Regions from separate parts of the Sus scrofa genome. Here region 1 is linked to region 2. The links are chromatin contacts, called in public HiChIP or PLAC-seq maps. All regions are on one chromosome and are shown on one strand. Each heading gives the region's core, a stretch centred on a gene start, on an enhancer-like site or on the middle of the called end of the contact. The rest is flanking DNA. Distances are from core to core; before and after follow the strand shown. Region 1 holds the start of CYP3A29 (cytochrome P450 3A29). Region 2 holds the start of CYP3A22 (cytochrome P450, subfamily IIIA, polypeptide 22).

What was found. HiChIP or PLAC-seq counts read pairs in DNA pulled down with a chosen protein or histone mark.
Region 1: an H3K27ac HiChIP or PLAC-seq map of alveolar macrophages shows a contact between it and region 2. The contact joins the promoter of CYP3A29 here to the promoter of CYP3A22 in region 2. A contact is called at or near these places in 1 of 5 promoter capture datasets (liver), 24 of 47 Hi-C or Micro-C datasets (adipose tissue, alveolar macrophages, blood and 11 more) and 2 of 2 datasets of contacts at active chromatin or transcription factors (alveolar macrophages and skeletal muscle).

What each region holds. Positions count from the first base shown.
Region 1 is chr3:6,735,212-6,740,112 of Sscrofa11.1, reverse strand. It overlaps CYP3A29 (cytochrome P450 3A29), which reads right to left and starts at 1,611. Exons shown (of 15, transcript NM_214423.1): 1 at 1,478-1,611. The coding sequence starts at 1,548.
Region 2 is chr3:6,624,717-6,629,485 of Sscrofa11.1, reverse strand. CYP3A22 (cytochrome P450, subfamily IIIA, polypeptide 22) reads right to left here and starts at 2,626. Exons shown (of 14, transcript NM_001195509.1): 1 at 2,477-2,626. The coding sequence starts at 2,547.

The sequences.
Region 1 (4,901 bases), core at 362-2,861, 110 kb before region 2:
TCAGACGATCATCTCTGGGAGGTCTGCTCTGAGGAATGAGGACTATTCTTCCCTGCATCCTGACCCTCCCAGGATGCCTCCCCCATTATCACTGGCTCCCAGGCACACTTAACTCCCATGAGAGATTAAAATAACCTGCTGGCAGGTGTATTTAAAACAATCTATATCACAGAAGTATACATTTTTATACTAGATTTCATTTTCCTGACATGATGCTAGAAGTGTGAGCTTATTTACCAACTTTTATGGTCAAAAATACTGGAAAGCAGACCTCTTTTATCCTTTAGAAAGAACATGTGGGAAATTGTCTTATATCATTAACAAATCTATGATGAAGAATGAATTAAAAGCTATCAATTTTAAAATGTCAGGAGACAGAAAACGTGTTGCACATACCTGAATCACTATCGTTACTTTCCAAGAATTAAAACATTTATAGAGTTCATGTCATCATGACTTCTTGCTGTTTTCTAATAACAGTGAAATTGAGATAGAAGTCAAATGTGACATGGAGATGGGCCTTTCCTACCCACTCCTTTAAAGTAATCCCTTTCCCAGCCTGTTCTGTGGTGTCAAGAATCCCACACTGTTAGATGACCGTGATTCCTTGTCTAGTACTGTACTTAAAGGGAAAAAATAATTATAATACAAGTTGGAGTTTGGGACTTGCATGGGTCGTGAGCAGATTTCATATCATAGGGAAAATAAGTTTCTGTGTTAATGATAATCCTTCCAGAGATAGGAGGGAAAAGTGAAAGAAATGAATAAAATATCCAGATTTCTGCCAAGTCTCCTCTGTTCTACAGATTTCTGATTTGGGAGGTAGAGAGTTGTGCATAGAAAGAGTGGGGGATGGCACTCTTAGAGATGAGTGCCAAAGAGGGGGCATGGCGTGGGGGGGGAAGCTGAGTCTAAGAGACGGGCAATGTCTCCAGCCCCTGGGTGACCAGGTGCCTTATGTGAATGACACCTGGGGTAGGAGAAAGGGGACCAGGAACCCCTGAGTGACACAGGGGCCAGCTGCTCTACACATCTCTGGCAGCAGACCCAGAACCCAGAAGGTGAAGACAATGGGACAAAAACCCAGTTGACTTCATGTCTCCAGGACCCCCAGAGCTTGGGAAGGGAAGGGTACCCCCACTGCACAGGGACCCATTGGTTAAAATCTTCCTCTGGTGGATTCTGGTCCATGGAAACGGGTGGTCCACCAGAAGATCTTCCCTGGGAGCAAATAATGTCACTAAACTCTGCCAACTACAGAAAATAGGCACTTGGGGGCAGGAGGTTGGTTACTCCTTCCACGGGACTGAGTCAATGTCAATAATATCAATAATACTCCCTTTGCTGTTTGTGGACCCACAGCTTAAGCACCCTTCCCTCCATTAAATCTGATCTTCAAATCAGTAAAGGGAAAGGGAGACCTGATTAACACCTAAGGCCAAGGTTACAGAGCAGACAAGTCTGGACGGCTACTCACAGATAGAGGAGCACCAGGCTGGTAGCCAGGAGAACCCAGGTCTCTGTGGAAAAGCCTGGGATCAGGTCCATGGCCACTGTCCTCGTGATTCTCTCCTCGGATTTTCCTTTTAGCTGGTTGTGCTGCGCTTTGCCTGCTGCTTTCACACCCAGTGATGACTCGCTGAGGCTGAAAGATTTATATGCTGGGAAGTGGGTGGAGCTGGGGTTGCAGCCAGTGAAAAAACACCAGTGCTCTTCCTGCAGGAGCCCTCCCCCCCTTGATAGTTGGCAAAGCACCATGGACAGTCAAGTTTGACCTCCTTTGAACTCATATTCTGTGCGAATTCAATAACAACTCAATAAGTGTTATCAGTAAGTCCAAAGGTTACAGAACTCAAATAAAACCACTAGCCATTAATCTCCTATAAAATGCCATGTCTCCCTTAAGCTGCCTGCACTCCAAAATACTTGAAATCCTCCAGACAACCTATATCTACAAATATTTACCCATGCAGTTTCCGCTGCCTAGAAATACCCCTCCTTCCCCAATAAGGCACCTTCTCATTCTTCAAATCTCAGCTCAGAAAGAATAGTCTATCTTAGAGTCATCCCTAACCAGCTTCCTTTACCAGGAATAACCACTTCCACTTCTAGGCAATTCCTATCCGCCTGAGCACAATTCTATTATCCTCCAGGACCCTGGTTTGTTTCCAAACCTGTTCCCTTACAGATCGAGGTTGTGGACACAGTCTGAGTATTAGTCACCCTTCCATCCTTGGTACCTAGCAGAGGTGGGCATCAGAAAGGTTGGTAGACTTGAATTGGTCGTCATGAGAAATCTGGGCCCCTGTGTTTCCTTTCCCTGTGACTCTTTGGTGACCACACCATATTCCTGGATAGTTAATGCAACAGAGGGCCTGGTGGGCCTTGGCCACCATCACTGGACATTCTAGATTATCCATCAGCATTCTATTGACAAGAGGGCTCCAGAAAGAGATGCAGGACTTGGAGGAGATGGTGATAGCTATACCAAAAACATTAATTTGGGCTGATTTCTATCCCACTGAGAGAGTCTTGCAGTAGACAGTGAGTCAGACAGAAGTGAAACAAGAAAGGACCTCTCTCTATAGGAAGACCACCACTTCTCAAACAATGGGTGTGAAGGGTGTGACGCAGGAAAGAAACCCAATGGCCAAGTGGACCCCAACCTCCTTATCCACCGAGATGTAGCTCATACAGCACAAAGGTCTCAAAAATGTTGGCATGATATTTTCATCCAGGGCAAAGGGCATCAGATTGGATGCCCCACTCTTTGACCAGTAGGGATTTTTCTTTAATGCAGCTGGTAGGAGGAGTCCTATAGACAGCTAGAAGTTGGGTGTCACCTGGGAGACACTGCCATACACCTGATGGGAGAGAAATTCATCCAGCTCATTAGTCTCCCTCTGAACCAAGTTTTGCATCTGTTTGGCAGAGAACCATGGACGATGTAAAAACCAAACCTCTGATGTTCTTAAACCTCAACGGAAATGGAAGACATTTAAGCGGCCCTTGTGCACTTCTCTCTCTCTTTATCCTTTTTCACTTTCAGTTCTTCTGGCCCGAAAGTCCCCAGAGCTGCCTCACACTGACCTGAGTGGGTGAGTGGCTCATTGGTAGCATGCAGTGAGTCCCAGCTCTGTCACTTGCCCTCTTTGATTTTCTGGGGAATGTGTCGTGCAGCATGAAATTTCTACCATCATCATTTGTCATCTTTGGGTTCAGGCTTTCTCCAGGAGGCACCTCTTAAAATCCAGAGCTGCCACTGGAAATTGTAATGTGTGAGTATACCTATTCCTCTGTGCATTGATTCAAAGCCAAGTGGGTGACTGTCAGGTCCAGGTCCTGTGCTGGGCTGTGGGCTATAAGCCATACAGTCCCCTCCCTTGGGAGCAGCCTCCCCATGGAGGCAGTGAGACATACAGCCAGGCCCAGAGTGGGGCACACCTCTGGAATCTCTGGGAAGTGGAGCCCTAAAGAGAGGTAACCAGGAGAGAAGAAGGTGCAAGGTGGAATATCAACAAAGGACAGAATTTGGAAGCTCAAAGATGATCCCGAGGCAAAGTAGGATAGAAAGTCCTAGGCATTCTCATGTGTTTCTGTCCCCTTTTCGTACCTCCTCTGGGCACCATGAAGTAGAATCATGTAGAAACTGAGGCTCATTGGTAGCATGCAGTGAGTCCCAGCTCTGTCACTTGCCCTCTTTGATTTTCTGGGGTGTGTGTCGTGCTTCCCAACAGCTTCCCAACAGCTGTGGATCAAAACATGTTATAAATAAGCTAATATGAAGAATGATTGGCAAGTCTTCTGCTGCTCTGAAATGCTGGTATTCAGTGTGTGCCATTTCATGATGAAGGTCGCTATGGGAAATAGGGAGAACCAAGCCTGCAACAGCAAACTGCTTAGAATGTGGGTTCCTGTCTCCGTGGTTACCCCTGCCCAGGGGCTCCCCATGTGTTTCTCAAACCACAGACTCCTTCTCATCACAGGAAGAACCAAGACAGGTGCAGGTCATGAGGCTGCTGTGGGTCTTGGGTAGGATTCAACTCTCTATTCCTGACTCAGAGATATACAAAATACATCCAGCATGGAAGATGAGGGTGTCACCTGATAACTACTGACAACTTAATTCACTCAAATTAAAAGCCTTTCTTATTCTTCTTGGAAACAAAACCGTTGAGGAAACTGTATGCATTCATCTTCCTCCAAAACACATACTCTGCTACAATGGTTTTCTCTCTAAGCTAATGGAACCATTTGCTGCCCTATTTGCCTCAGGGCCTGGTCCAGTCGGTTGGAATCTAACTCAGTGGAGAAAGGCTCTTCATGGTTTGAGACGAAAATCTAGCCAGTACCATCTTCTAACCAGTGAAATGGCCTTGATCTGCAAGGGGAAATTACAGAGGACATGGTTTTGGGGCCCCTTCATTCCACAGCAGAGAACAACTAACTTGAAAAGTCTGATGTGCTGAGGTTGTGAAGGAAGACATTTGTGCCTGAAGGGCACCCAGCCCCCATGTATCTCACTTTCTCATTTGTGTACTAAGGGGCTCATCTTGTACTTTAACAAAAAAATGTAAATTCTTAGTTTGTACTAATATTCAATATCATGTATCAAAATGAGTAAATATAATTTTGCTCTTATCTTGTACCTATATAAAATAATATTTGTGATTGGTCAGCATGTATTTTCAAAGCTCTGTTTTAAATGCTTAGGGTGGAGATATGACTAAGACCCAGACAATATTCAGGTTGAAGATAGAGACAAATACAGTTAATTATAGAACAACCAAATTAAAGTAATCATATAGATTAAAAACTCAGAGTCCTCCATCAGCTGTAAATGGCTTATCTTCTTTCTCAGTCTTTATCAAGCGGTCAAAGTTGAAAATCAAATAACACTG
Region 2 (4,769 bases), core at 1,377-3,876:
CCCCAAACTTCAGGTATTATTAGCCTGTGGATACCGAAAGAAGCAGTGTTATGACATAAAATGTTCCAGAATGCTGGGTTAGGACCCTGGCTCTTCTTCTTTGGAGGTTAGTCTTTAAGGTAGTACAGGTTCAGACTTTCCATACGAAAAATACAGCAATCTTAAATGATCAAAGAAACCCCAACATCACATGGAAGGACGGGTGTTGGAAGGGCCCACAGAAGAACCTTGGCCAACCGCAGCTGGGTGTTTCTGCCTTTCCTCCAGAACAGCTGGTGGAGGTGTGGGCATCAACTGACCAAAAAAGGGGGGAGGGAGGGGCTGGGCAATTTGCCAAGCAACTGAGCAAATGTAACAGAAAACTGGCCCCAAGGAAAGATCTGGTCTGATGTCTAAAGTCACATGGTTCCTTTCAAGGCCGAGGGTGGGCTGGCTGAATTCTTGGGTTCCTTTTCCAGCTTCCTATTTTTTGGTAGAGTAAAGCTGCTTTGAGTACAAAGGAAGGGCCCAACCATAAAGCCAATCATTCTTATTGTGTTCACACCGTGTCGACGTCAGGAGAGCACTGCCTGCAGCCACTGACTCTTGGCTGCACCAGCGGCTATGGTGGTGTTTGCCTGCTGACACCATCTCGTTCCAGCCTCAGTGCCAGACCACACAGTGTGACTTCGAGGATGTTGCCATCGTCAGGCTTCAAGCAGGTGAGATGCCAACCCTGCTGACCTGTGGGACCAGGTGAGATGAGCATCTCTGGGAGGTCTGCTCTGAGGAATGAGGAATATTCTCGCCTCCATCCTGACCCTCCCTGGATGCCTCCCCATCATCACTGGCCCCCAGGCACGCTTACTCGCCTGCACCGAAGACTAAAATAAACTGCTGGCAGGTATATTTTAATATATATATCATAGAAGTATATATCTGTACAATAGATTCATATTCCAGACATTATCCTAAATGGTGAATTTATTTTTACATACCTTTGCATCTTCTGAATACACCCCTCTTTCATCATTCAGGGGAAAAAAAAATGCTGGAGTTCCCATCTGGCACAGCAGAAACAAATATGACTAGGAACTCCAAGGTTTGATCCCTGGCCTCGCTCAGTGGGCTAAGGATCTGGCATTGCCGTGAGCTGTGGTGTAGGTCACAGACACAGCTCAGATCCTGTGTTGCTGTGGCTGTGGTGTAGGCTGGCAGCTGTAGCTCTGATTGGACCCCTAGCCTGGGAGCATCCATGTGCCATGGGTGCAGCCCTAAAAAGCAAAAAAAAAAAAAAAAAAAAAAAAAAAAAAAAAAGGAGCTGGAAATACTGATATCAACTTTTGAAATCTGGTACTAAATAGAATGAAATTAAACCATTAATTTTACACTATCATCAAGGTTGCTGCAATACCTTGAACTCTTAGTATTTTTTTTCAAGGAACTACACGGTTGATATTAACCATGTCCATATCATCATGATTTCCTATACTCAGTGACAGTGAAATTGAGGTCCAATGTGATTTGGAGGGGGTATGTCTACCCACTGGAACGTAAGTCCTCTCCTGACCAGTGCCATGGTACCAGGAATCCCACCATGGAAAGAGATTCTCCCGCTGGATGGTTTAGATTCATCCTGCTGCGCTGTACTTAAAGAGAAAAAACACTTTGAACCCACATTGGACGGGGGGCTTGTGCCTTAGCAGACTTCATAGTACAGGGGAAATAAGTGTATACACGGACGCTAACTCTTCCGGAGACGGAGGGAAAGGTGAGAGAAACGAATAGGACATCAAGGTCTCTGCCACGTCTCCCCAGAGCTAAAGGTTCCTCATTCTGGAGCAGACGTTCTGCACAGTGCAGGGCAGAGGGACTGAGTCTTAGAAAGAGAGTGCCAGGAGAGGGCTGAGTGTGACAAGAGGGGCGAGTCTCCAGCCCTCCGCAAAGTCTGGGGGACCAGGCACCTTATGTAAGTGACCCCCGGGAAAGGAGGGGAGGGAGCAGGAACCCACGAGTGACACAGGGGCCAATCTTTCTACAGGTCTCTTGCAGCAGATACAGAAACCAGAGGCTGAAAGGAAACGAAAACCCAAGTTAGGTTACTTCTTCCTGCTCAGGATCCCCAGGTGTGGGAAAGTGGGGGGGTACCCCACGGCGCAGGGGCCAGTTGTTTTCAATCTGCTTTACTGGATTCTGGTTGGTTAGTCTAGGTCCATGCAAACCGAAAGTCAATCAGAAGGTCATCCCCAAGAGCAAATAACATCGCCAAACACTTCTAACTGCAGTAGCAGGAATGGAGTGGAGGTGGTGGTGGTGTTACCCCTTCGACAGACCTGGCTAAGATCAGTGGGGACCCCTTTGTCTTTGTAGCATCCAAAGCTTCAGCAGCTACCCCTCCACTTGCCTAGATCTTCAAATGGCGAAGGGAAAGGGGAGCAGATTTGCTCTGTAACCAAGTCCAAGGTTACAGAGGAGATGAGCCTGGACCGCTACTCACAGATAGAGGAGCACCAGGCTGGTAGCCAGAAGCAGCCAGGTTTCCACAGAAAAGCTTGGGATCAGGTCCATGGCCACCGTCCTCTGGGGTTCCCTCCTCTGAGCGTCCCTTCAGCCGTGTGTGCTGCTCTTTGCCTCTGAGAGTGCAGAGGTCCCCTTGCTGCCCACTGGAGAGTCACTGGGGCTGGAGGTTTAAGTGCTGGGAAAGGAGGTGGGGCTGGAGCTGCAGCCAATGGAAGAGCCCCCTGTGCTCCACCTGCTGGAGCCCCTCCTGCCTTGAGAGCTGGCAAAGCTTCATGGACACTCCAGTTAGTCCTCCCCAGAGTTCATATTCTGTAGGAATTCAATAAACAACCAAATCAATATCATCAATGAGGTTACCGAAACTTAAATAAAGCCATTGACCTTAAATTTCCTAAACAGCCCTGTCTCCATGACTGACAGAAATAAAGTCCAAAATACCTGAAATCTTTCAGACGAGCTAGGTCTACAAATCTTTACCCCTGTGGTTCCCTCTGCCCAGCAATGCCCTTGTTACCCCCATAAGGTTCCTACTTATCCTTCAAATCCCAGCTCTGACAGAACCTTCTGAGTTCAGAGTCCTTCCTAACCAACCTCCTTGACCCGAGAGAACCATTTCCTGCACTGGGTCTTCTGTCCCCTGCACACAAGTCCATTGCCTCCAGCACCACTGCTGGTTTCCTCACCTCCATCCCCTCACCAGATGGAGAGCTTGGGCACAGCCTGGGTATTAGTCACAGTTATTGCCCTGGTGCCCAGCACAGGGCTTTCTACAGAGTGGGCATCCAGAAAGGTTGGTGGACTTGTGTTGATGGGGTAAGTCCGCGGGGCCCCTTTTCTTATGGCTCTTTAGTGACCACGCCATCTTCCTGGGCTGTTCATACAACAAGAGGTCCTGGCTTGGCCTCGGCCACTTTCTCTACACAGTCAGGACGATCCATCAGGATTCTGTAGACAGGAGGCCCCCGAGGGAGAGGCAGGACGTGGAGGAGATGGTGATGGCTGCACCAAGGGTAGCAATTCAGGCTGACCCCTCAGAGGGTCCTGCAATAGTTAGCAAGTTAGATTCTAGACCAAAAAATGGCCCCCTCTCCCTGGAAAAGTCACAATCCAAGATCAGTGAGTATAAGGAGACTGAAAAGAGGAAGGCAGCCCAATGGCCAAGTGGACACCTCTCTCCTTATCCACCAGTGACATGGTTCATACAGCACACAGGACTCCAAAACGTACACAGAAGGTTTTTCTACGGAGAAAAGGGGGGGCAGGGTCAGAGCAGATGGCCTCCTGCTTTTTGGCAAGTGAGGAATTTTTTATTGGGTAACGAGGTGCTGATAAGGCAGAGGCCTATAGTAGCAGTTGATGTCACCTGTGAGCCCCACCCCCACGCCGCTGAATTCCTGATGAGAGAGATATGAGGGTTAAACATTGAGAAATTACATCGGCTCATTATCAGCACCCTGAACCATGCCCTGTATCTTCTTGGCTGAGAAACCATGGATTATGTGAAAAACAAAACCTCAAAGGTTCTTAAAACTCACCAGAAATATAACACATTTAAGCTGTTTGTGTACCTTCTTCTCTCTTCACCTTTCTCACTTTCAGTCCTTCTGCAGAAAGCGATACTACTCTCCTGCTAACTCTTTCTCTCCCTCTGGCCTGAAAGTCCCCAGGGCTGCCCATCACTGGCCTGTGTGGGTGGATGGCTCATTGGTAACATGCAGTGAGTTCCGACTCTGTCACTTGCCCTCTTTGATTTTCTTGGGAGTGTGTCATGCAGCATGAAATTTCTGTCATCATCATTTGCCATCTCTTGGTTCAGACTTTCTCCAGGAGCTAAAAGCCATAGCTGTCCCTGATAAGGGAAATGCATGACTACATCTGTTCATCTGTGCAGTGATTCAAGGCCAAGTGGGTGACCCGCAGGTGCAGGTCCTGTGCTGGGCTTCGGGCTATAAGCTCTACAGTCCCCTCCCTTGGGAGCAGCCTCCCGTGGAGGGAGTGAGACACAGAGCCAGGCCCAGTGTGGGACACACCCCTAGGGAAATGGAGCCCTACAGAGAAGTAACGAGGAGAGACGGGGCTGCAAGGTTGAAAAACCCACAAAGACAGGGATAGGAAGCTAAAGATGATCCCCAGAAAAAGTAGGAAACGAAGTCCTGGAATTTTGATGTTTCTGCCCCCTTTGGGTGCCTCCTCTGGGTACCTATAAACAGGGTTATGCTACTACCCCCAGTTTACAGAAGAGAAACTGAGGCTCGGTAAAGCGTAAATGG